2 separate regions of the Mus musculus genome follow, and region 2 is linked to region 1. A link is a contact called in public Hi-C data. All regions are on one chromosome and are shown on one strand. The core of a region is the stretch at or near the end of the contact, and the rest is flanking DNA. Distances in the headings are between cores, read along the strand shown. Region 1 has its middle 22 kb from the start of Gm38930. Region 2 has its middle 48 kb from the start of Resf1.

Region 1 (5,316 bases), core at 872-3,371:
TTTCTCTCTCTCTCTCTCTCTCTCTCTCTCTCTCTCTCTCTCTCTCTCTCTCTCTCTCTGACTGCACATGTGTCTGACCAGCTGCTGCTTCATGCTCTCCCTGCCATGACAGAGTTTCCTTCAGGGAAATTATTTTGTTGTTGCTGCTGCTGCTGTTTCTAGTTTGGGCATTTTTGAAACCCAGGCTGTCCTCAAAATCTCTTATCTCCAGTCTCACCCTCTTGAGGGCTAATAACATTGGTGTATATTATAAATAATCACTACTACCCTTGCCCAGAATAATGACTTTCCAGATTAATGTGAACTAAGCACAATCCTGAACCATGAGTTATTTTTTCCTATGTATTCACAATGGTTAGATTTCCAGAATTCAACATTTAGTAAAACTATGAAAATATTTTATTAACACTCAGCAAAAAGTTATGATTAAAGCCAGATCTTTAATTTTCACAAATATGAAAAGGGCACTAGAATAACTACTTAGACTGGGGAACAGTTTTGTACTGTGAAACTGCTCTATTATTTTTTAGTATCCCCAAATCCTACCTACCAAATGACAAAGTTGTTCATGCAAATCTGCCCATTCCCTCCACCTTAACCAGAATAGGATTCCAGAAATATAAAACTGTCCCCTACGTGTGGAGAGCAATGCTATTTCTGGGGAGAATTATTTGTAGGCATGAGATGAGGCCACATTATTATATTTGAAGTAGACAGAACCATACCTTGATTTGTATATCCCTGGTTCATTATTTTAACTTTAATCTCATTTCAGGACCCCAAAGATTTAGGGGGTGTGCTGGTTAGTTTTAAGTCAACCTGACACAATGCAGAGTCATGGGAGAGGAAGGAGCCTCAACTGAGGAAATGCTTCCATAAGCTCAAGTTTCTGGCAAGTGTGTAGAACATTTTCCTAACTAGTGATTGATGTTTGTGATGGTTTGTATATCCTTGGACCAGGGAGTGGCACCATCTGGAGGTGTGGCCTTGTTGGAATGGGTGTGACCTGGTTGGAATGGGTGTGTCATTCTCGGTGTGGGTATGAGATCTTCACCCTAGTTGCCTGGAAGTCAGTCTTCCACTAGCAGCCTTTGGATGAAGACATAGAACTCTCAGCTCTGCCTGTGCCATGCCTGCCTGGATGCTGCCATGCTCCATGATAATAATGGACTGAACCTCTGAACCTGTAAGCAGCTCCAATTAAATGTTGCTTTTTATAAGACTTGCCATGGTCATGGTGTCTGTTCACAGCAGTAAAACCCTAACTAAGACAATGTTGGAGGGTCCAGTTCTATAACAAACAAACCAAAAAAAGCAGGCTGAGCAAGCTAGGGAAAGCAAACCAGTAAGCAGCATGACTCCATGGCTGCTGCATCAGCTCCTGCCTCCAAGTTCCTGCCCTGATTGAGTTCTTGTCCTGACTTCCTTCAATGATGAACAGTTATATAGAAGCGTAAGTCAAATAAACCCTTTCCTCTCCAAGTTGCTTTGATCATTGTGTTTTTAGCACACCAATAGTTACCCTAAGACATAGAATTACAGAGTCTCGTCTATCTTTCCAATATGGCCATATTTAATAAATCTTCTCTTACTGACTTCCGCTATTAATTTGACTCATTTAATTGGCCCACTGAGGACCGATAACTGAACCTGGTTTGGGGTACAGGCTGTGGCCTCTAAGCTTGATAACAGCATGAGGCTTCAACGTTTCCCTGAGAAGGTGATACTGAGCGGAAACTTAGAATTCATTCAGGATGAAGAATTCTGAACACAACTGATATATTCAATATTAGTACAATTACTTGACCTTTTTTTTATAAAAATGAAAGGAAGTAGAAATTCTGGTATTGTATTTTGCTTCTCCATATTTTTTTCTTTCTTTTTGTTTGTTTGTGGCAGAGTCTCACTATGTAGTCCTGGCTGTCCTGGAACTCACTATGTAGACCAGGCTGGCCTTGAACTCAGAAATCTACTTGCCTCTGAACTCTTAAGCACTGGGGTTAAAGGTGTGTGCCACCATGCTGAGCCTTCATGTTTTTTGTGCACACCTCTGACTGGTAGTCTCTGGAATCTGATAAAGGATTTGTTTCTTCACATCAGAAGTCATTAAGTGACTATCACCACCTGATGGCAGCAGTGTCCCACAACTGAGAGGTCACTTCAACCATAACACTAGGCAAGAAGTGACATGTAGATCCCTACTCCTAACCACATACTGAGCCGATGGAAAGCAGAAGTAAAAAGATCCTGTCAGGCCCAATCTTTGTTATCTGAAAAATTTAAACAATTATACACATTTACAAAGCACAGAATTGAAGTGAAAGTTTCTGGTTTCATTAAAAAAAAAAAAAAACTCAGTGGTGTCACATGATGTTTTTCTGGACGCTGTCTTGGGGGAGGGTACATGATGCTTTTCCTTTCACTATCTTCAGGGTTCTACTTATATTCTTTCTGAATATCACCACCACCCACCACCCTCTCAAGTATCTGTTTTCAGCAAAATATCACATGACCTTTCTCAAGACAGCTTCCAGAAAAACATCATATGACCTTCTCACAAGACAACTTCCAAGAAAACATTACATGACACAGCTAAGGTTTTAAAAATCTGTAGGTTTACAGTCTATACAAATCTATTAGAGTAATTAATATTTTTGCTTGCTTATCACTGTTTAAAACCTTCAGGATTTTCTCCTCTAGTTCATCTTAACACACATAATAAGTTGTTGGGGACTATTGAAACTAAGCTTTATGGAAATTTCTTGTGAAGAATTTGTGGTCATTCTGTACTGGTAGTTTGGCAATTAGCAAGGAGTCTCATGTAGCTTAGCTTATTTATTGTAATGTGTAACTAGTCATAAAAATAGACCCAAGAAATTACATTTCTTGAGATTTACATAACTGCCATGTCTTAAGACTAGATTACAAAGATGTATCATGCATCAATTGTATGATCTGATGACCCTCATTGTAAAGAAACCTATACCAGTCTGGGAACACCCATCAGGTGTAGTTTTCCCTGGATGGGTTGAAACATTCCCCACCAAGCAGGAAACAGCTACCGTGGTAGCTAAGAAGATATTAGAAGAAAATTTTCCAGAGGTTCAGAGTGCCCAAGGTAATTAGATTGGACAATCGATGGTTCTGCTTTTGTCTCTTAAGGTAAGTCAGGGATTGGCAGAGATATTGGGGACTAATAGGAATCCCCATTGTGTGTACTGTCCCCAGAGCTCAAAGCAGATAGAGAAAATAAACAGAACCCCTACAAGAGACCTTGGCTAAGTTGACCTTGGAGACTGGCTTTGACTGGTTGGTGCCCCTCCCCTTGGCCCTGAACACCCCCTACCATTTTAACCTGACCCCTGTTGAGATCCTGCATGGGACACCCACTCCCTTGACCCTGGCTCTTGATCCCCACCAGAGTGACTTTTCAGGCTGACAAGGATCTTATGGTTTGATTGCAAGCTTCCCAGATCAGCCATCTGGAACTGTGGCCTAAACTTAGTGCCCTGTATGATGCAGGTACCCCAGAGGTTCCACAAGAGTTCCAAGGTGGAGATTGGGTGTATGTTAAGAGACTGTGCTGAACACTCAGAAGCAAACAATCCCTGGTGTTGCTGACCACCCCACCTCCGTTAAAGTGGATGGAGTAACTGCCTGGGTTCAATCAGATCAGCACCTGCGCCTGACACCAACTAGATAGCAGCAGACACCCAAGCAACACCCTTCTGCAAGGCCAGAGAAACTATGAGACGGCTATGGTGTGTCTTCTGGCACTGAGTCTCAGCAGCCCCAACAACCCTACCAGGGTGACTTGGCAGGTGCTCCCAGCCACTGGTGATGTGGCTTGGTCCACTACCCACATTGTATCTGGTGGCTGGACCCTGACTTTGATCCCTGATTTAGTGGTAGGCCTTGACTTCAGGGGTGTTGCTGCCCTGGAGGCACAGGGAGAAGGATTGCCTGAATGTGGGGGACGAGGGACTTGTAAATCTAAACTGCGCCTCAGAAGTGGCCACGGAGGGTGGGGCTTAGGGTGCAGACACCCAAAATTGAAGTGTCCTGTGAGAAACCCCCATATATGTGTATCCCCAAGATGGGAGAAGCCAGTATCAGGCCCATCAGTGTTAGGGGGCCAACAATTTCTTCACTACCTGAGGGTGTGAAACATCTGGAAGCACATACTGGAGACCATTCCAGGGATAAAGATTCAATGGCCAAGGTGAGAGAAGGGTTAGCCAGCCAGAAGAGAGAAGAGAGACAGAGCTGGTTTGAGTCTTAGTTTAACAGCTCCCCCTGGTTTACTACTTTGATTTCTGCATTGTTAGGACTTCTGATCATTTTGTTCCTTATTCTGACCTTTGGCCCTTACATTCTAAATCACTTGGTTGCTTTTATTAAAGCTGTCATAGGTGATGGTACAGTTGATGGTCCTAAGACAAAGATCAAGATCTAATTGCAGAGGACCAGGGATATGAGCTACATAACTATCCACAATAGCTTCAAGATTGAGGCATGCACTGGGCATGGTGGCGCACGCCTTTAATCCCAGCACTTGGGAGGCAGAGGCAGGCGGATTTCTGAGTTCGAGGCCAGCCTGGTCTACAGCCTGAGTTCCAGGACAGCCAGAGCTGCACAGAGAAACCCTGTCTTAAAAACAACAACAACAACAAAAAGCAAGAAACCAAACAAAAACAAACAAACAAAAAAACTGCATGGTATTGGTACGGTGACAGGTAGATCAATGGAATAGAATTGAAGATCCAGAAATGAACCCACACACCTATGGACACTTGATTTTTGACAAAGGAGCTAAAACCATTCAGTGGAAAAAAGCATTTTCAATAAATGGTGCTGGCTCAACTGGCAGTTAGCATGTAGAAGAATGCAAATCGATCCATTCTTATCTCCCTGTACAAAGCTCAAGTTCAAGTGGATCAAGGACCTCCACATAAAACCAGATACACTGAAACTAATAGAAGAGAAAGTGGGGAAGAGCCTTGAACACATGGGCATAGGGGAAAATTTCCTGGACAGAACACCAATAGCTTAAGCTCTAAGATCAAGAATTGACAAATGAGACCTCATAAAATTGCAAAGCTTCTGTAAGGCAAAGGACACTGTCAATAGGACAAAGCGGCAACCAACAGATTGGGAAAAGATCTTTACCAATCCTACATCTGATAGAGGCTTAATATGCAATATATACAAAGAACTCTAGAAGTTAGACTCCAGAGAACCAAATAACCCTATTAAAAATGGGGTACAGAGCTAAACAAAGAATTCTTAACTGAGGAATACTGAATGGCTGAGAAG
Region 2 (5,316 bases), core at 1,141-3,640, 110 kb after region 1:
GTGCCCAAATTATCTGTGCCTTCTGTGCCTGCATACCTGATCCTGTCTTGGACAAAACTGCTCTTGTCTGTGAATAATACCTTTTCTGATGTTGCCAATGGGACAGATTAAGCCTAATGGACTGAATCAGGTCAGTCACCTTAAGACAGTTGTGCAGGGGTCCTCCAGGGTCATCTTCTAGCAGGAGGCTGTCACAGTTAAAGGCTGGTGTCTTATAGAACTGAACTCAAGGTTGATTCAGATGCAGGGCTTGGCATTGGATCATCTAGGCATAGATATCCATCTCTCAGGTGTACTCCATCAAGACAGCTTCCAGAGAATGTGGGGATGTTAAGAACACTTCTTACTCTAAAGTTAATTTTTTCAGCTTCTTTACTAGCAGGGCAGTGGCTACTAGGGCCCTTATATATTTAGGCCATCCAGCTATGACCAGGTCAAATCTATTCAATAGATATGTCAATGGCCAGGATCCCAGGAATTGTATAAGGACCCCCTTGACAATGCCCCTAGCCCCATCCACATACAAGTGGACTGGCTTAATAATATCTTAGAAGCCAGAACCAGGGAAGACACCAGAGCTTTTTCCAAGGCTTTGAAAACCTTCTGTCCAGTCTCAACCCATTCTGGGGACTTCAAACACCTGGTGCTGGCATAGATTAGGTTGGCTATCTCAGAAAGTCCTATGATCTATAACTAGCAGTAATAAACTGCCCCCCCCCGGAATTTTCATGCTTGTTTTTTCAATATGAAAGTGAGATTTTGCAGGATGGCTGATATACAGTTTGGAAAAGTATCTGCCTCCCTTCCTCTAGGTTGTAGCTTGGGTATATGACCTGAGGGACACAAAGCTGAGGACACATAGCTGACTCTATATGCTGGGGTTTGAAGGATCTCTAACAGAGCTTCTGTTGCCTATTTACATTTCTTCTCAGTGGCCAAAGCTATGAGGAGGCCATCTGATACCATAGCAGGGTACTTTTTTTTATATACTTTGTCTAAATATATAAAACAGATCTGTACTCAAGGCTTCCTCAGACAATGTTGGTGAGTGTTTGAACTCTTGCAGCAACCAAATCCATGTTAGTTAACTTTTATATCTACTCTCTGGATCTGTCCATTCAAAAGCAAATATGGTTTGACTGGCCAGATCCACTGGGAGGCAGAAGAAAGTATCCTTTATATCTAGCATCATATAGATCTTTCTTTTTGAAAGAAACAGGCTGGGCTGAGGGTGGGGGGGTTGTTATAAGTGTACTTCGGGATGGATGGTTTCTGTTCATTTATTTACTTCCCTCAAATACTGTACTGGTCAAAGTTTTGAGTACTGTGTTTCAGTATGGGAAGCAAGGGAGTGTTCCATGGAGAATGACAGGAAATGAGAATTCCTGACTGCCTCAGTTGCTTGATGTGTTTGTTAATTCCTGGCCCATGGGGCATTGTTTAACCCACACTGGTATTGCAGAACTTAATAACTGAACTACAATGGGCGCCAGTGTGCTATCAAGCCTAGTGGATTTCCTTCTGCTCAAATATCAGGTACCTTGAGTTATGTAGATAGCGCTTCCTTCCTAGTGGCAGAGTTCTCATATAAGAGAGACTCCTGGAATAGAGAATAGGTGATCAGAATGCTCACAGGGGTTTGGCCTGAGTCTAGAGTTAGATAAGCCAAGTTTTCCTCAAAAGAGATGATGGCTCTGAGTTTTTGTAACAAGTCCCTCTCAGTCAGTGGGTATAGAAAATAATCTGGCATAATCAGAAGAGAGTGAGTTATAGTCTCCTACAGGCTCAGAGATATCCATGGGAAATAGAGTGTTTGGCCTATAGCTCTTTGGATCACTATTTTCTTGGAGGTGAGGAGTCTAAGTAGTTCTTTCAAGACAGAGTGAGCTGACCCAGTGTCTATCAGGAAGTTGACAGGTTCCCCCCATCCTTATGGTCATCCTGGATTCCCAGGGACTAAGTCATATTGCTAAGTTATATATAGTTACTAAATATATATATATATATAACTCCCCTGTCCCCTTCAATTTAGTTGGAGAATGGGACAGCTTCCCTTTTTTTTTTTTTTTTTTTTCTTTCAGCTAGTGCTTTCCTTCTTCCTGTGGCCCTTCTGCTTAAAATAGGCACATTTTCCAAACATTTTCTTTCCCTTTCTTCTAGCCCATTTTCCCTATTTTCTCTCTTAACTTTTTTTTGGTTTTCTTTCCCTGTCTGTTTTCAGCTGATTCTTGGTTGTCATAAACTTTCTGAGCAATTTCCAAAAGCTGAAATCTATCCATACCCTCAAATCCCTCTTAATTTTTGGAGCTTTCTTTTTATGTCTGGGGCTGAGTGCATGACAAAGCCATGGAAAAACCACAACTTGTTCCAGGAGCCAAGCCACCCCTAGCAACAGCTATAACTTTTGTAACAATAGTCACTCCACCCTGAATAACAGCCAATCAGCTCCTAAGAGGAAAGTACCTAATGTTTCAGATGTTTTGAAATAGATTACACAAGTTAACCACAATTGTGCATAAGAAGCTGAAATCATTACTAGACAATAGAAATGTGCAAAGATACGATTTTCAAATATTAACCAATCATGTAACTGCTGTGTTGGAAGGCCCTCTAGCCTGCCGTACATGTGATAAAAAGGCAAGGCTTCATCATCTCAGGACCTCCCACACCTATCCACTGTGTTAGAAAGGTTGGAGAGTCCGAGCTCAGGCTTGAATAAAGACTCTTTGTTTTTGCATATGAGTCAGATTCCTTGTGGTCTCTGGTGTTACATGGGAACCTCTCAATTTGGGTATAACCCAATCAGGGAGGATGGCAAAGGAGAAGGCTTGAAGACACCAGAACAACCAGGGAGGTAGGAAAATGACACTCCATAAAAGGCAGGGAAAACCAATAGTTCACATGAGCAAGTATTATTCTTTTTTTGTTTGCTTGCTTTGTTTGCTTTCTTTTTTGTTTTGTTTGTGTGTGTGTGTGTTTTGTTTTTTGTTTTTGGAGACAGGGTTTCTCTGTGTAGCCTTGGCTGTCCTGGAACTCACTTTGTAGACCAGGCTGGCCTCGAACTCAGAAACCTGCGTGCCTCTGCCTCCCAAGTGCTGGAATTAAAGGGGTGCGCCACCACACCCAGCTTGCAAGTATTATTCTGTTAAAGTCATATAAGGAACTGGAAAACATTCTTTGTATTTAACAACAACAACAACAACAACAAAAGGGTTTAATTGGAGATCCAAGCCTAGAAGTACAAAACACTATAAATAATGACTAGAATTCTGAAAATAAAGTTGAAGGAGTTTTACACAATGATTTCAAGACTTACTACATCCAGAAGTGCAGTATTAGGAATGTAAAAGAAACTCAAAGTAATAGGATTAATGGTATAAAGGATTTACTAGTAGAATTGCTTAGGAGACAGCAAATCACAGAAATTAGAATTGAGCTAAGGGAATGCTGCCTCCAAAATATCTCCAAAATAAATAATATGCTAACCAGGCCTATTAGAGACAAACAAAATTTCAATGCTAAGATGTAAATGTTCACCAGGACTGAGACATTAAGTTCATTCCCAAAGAAAATGCAACTAACTGGAAGCACAAGGGGACAGCATGAGCCTACAACCTGGGCTGCCATAGAGCCCTCAGTTCTCTTTTTTAAAAAAGAATAATTCAAGCCGGGTGTTCCAGGACAGCCAGGGCTATACAGAGAAACCCTGTCTTGAACAAACCAAAAAAAAAAAAAAAAATAATAATAATAATAATAATAATAATAATAATTCTGCTGGGTGGTGGTGGCCCCAGCACTCAGGAAGCAGAGGCAGGCGGATTTCTGAGTTCGAGGCCAGCCTGGTCTACAAAGTGAGTTCCAGGACAGCCAGGACTCTACAGAAAAACCCTGTCTTGAAAAATCAAAACAAAACAAATCAAAAAAAAAAAAAAAGAATAATTCTTCCAGATGGGCAAGATAGCCCCAGGCAACAATACTGGCAATATATTTGATGTATAAACCTTCCACCTGCCCAAGTGGCAAGACCTGTAGACTCCTGTCTGTGTTTAAATTTTTTAAAATGTAATCTAGGGCTGGAAATTAAAATATTTAAGGATCACAACATATGTAAAATTCATAAGTATATGGCATATATAGGTATGTCAAATCTTCTGTTTAGGATCAACTCTTATTTGAATACTAGCCTAGGCCAAACAAGCACTATTAAAGAGCTTTTTCTTTGTTAATCTCCAAATGTGTATAGCAATTTCCCATTGGGAAGGCATTTTACTTTTGTAACACTAGGAGGTTATCTTGTTGTAGACAGACAGACAGACAGCAGACACACACACACACAAAATTACACAATGATGTCTACATAAGTAATGGTAACATCTAATGGTACCTCCAATTTTTGTGAGCCTTGTTATTTAACTGGTCTTTTCTCTTTCATGACCTAGACTTTTTCCTCTACTGACCAAATAATGTCTCCTTCCTTTATATCTTTCTGACTAAGCTGACTCATTAATGTACATGCATCTGTTCTTTCAGGTCCGTTAAGCCCCTCATACAATTCATATTGCATCCTTATATTTTGCCTAGTTGAGAAATCCTGTAAAGAACAGCTCTTACACTGTTTGTGAATTTTTGAACTCATGTTTTCAGAGTTATTTCCCACAGCCTTAAGGACTGTCCTAAAGGTCACCGAATCATCATTTTGTGGAAAATTACCAGACACAGTATTGCTTCCCAGAATTGTGCTGTTTCTGGTCATCATGGAGTCATTAACCTTGGCAGGGATAACATTCCCCAATAACCTTGATAGGGAGAACATTCCCCAAAGAAGGAACATGAAGTAAAATATGTACATTATTATACAAACAAGCCTTATCCCTATAGCAACCATCAATACTAGAGCAGACCCAGGTCCTGCTGGCTCTGCTCCAGGGGTGGGAACCATGTCATGCCATCTCCTCTGTGGCCATGCCAGACTGGTGCCCTTTGATGTTCTCTCAAGTCACAGTGTCTAGTCATAGAGTGAGCCTTGCTTTGACCAACCATCTCCCCAGGCTGAAGTACCATGGAAGCGCATATTCTCTTTTTATTGTTATTTCAGTTTTGGTTTGGTTTTTTTTTTTTTTTTTTTTGAGACACAGTTTTATCATGTAGCCCTGGCCAGCCTATAACTCACTTTATTGATCAACCTGACCTCAGATTTCTAGGCATCCTCCTCCCTCTGAAGCCTCCTGAGTGATGTGGATTACAGGCTTGTGCCACCATATCTAGTAGTAAAGTAAAGCCTTTTTGTTCCATTTTGGATTTTGGTAATGCTCGAGA

The links. A called contact is a pair of places that touch in the nucleus more often than the background predicts.
Region 2: a Hi-C map of group 2 innate lymphoid cells shows a contact between it and region 1, with 4 times the contacts expected there. The contact joins two enhancer-like sites. A contact is called at or near these places in 8 of 484 Hi-C or Micro-C datasets (3T3-L1-derived adipocytes, the HPC-5 cell line, the HPC-7 cell line and 4 more), 5 of 115 datasets of contacts at active chromatin or transcription factors (bone marrow-derived dendritic cells, embryonic stem cells, epiblast stem cells and 1 more) and 1 of 9 other capture datasets (adipose tissue).

Annotation. Positions count from the first base shown.
Region 1 is chr6:149,372,181-149,377,496 of GRCm38.p6, reverse strand. No RefSeq gene overlaps it. Among named protein-coding and RNA genes, the nearest start is that of Gm38930, 22 kb to the right of the region's middle. Within about 2 kb of position 2,121, at least 115 of the 459 cell types and tissues checked have an H3K27ac peak or open chromatin away from gene starts, as enhancers often do. A contact at or near this core is called in bone marrow-derived dendritic cells and group 2 innate lymphoid cells, where this site is marked.
Region 2 is chr6:149,258,260-149,263,575 of GRCm38.p6, reverse strand. No RefSeq gene overlaps it. Among named protein-coding and RNA genes, the nearest start is that of Resf1, 48 kb to the left of the region's middle. Within about 2 kb of position 2,390, at least 96 of the 459 cell types and tissues checked have an H3K27ac peak or open chromatin away from gene starts, as enhancers often do. A contact at or near this core is called in bone marrow-derived dendritic cells and group 2 innate lymphoid cells, where this site is marked.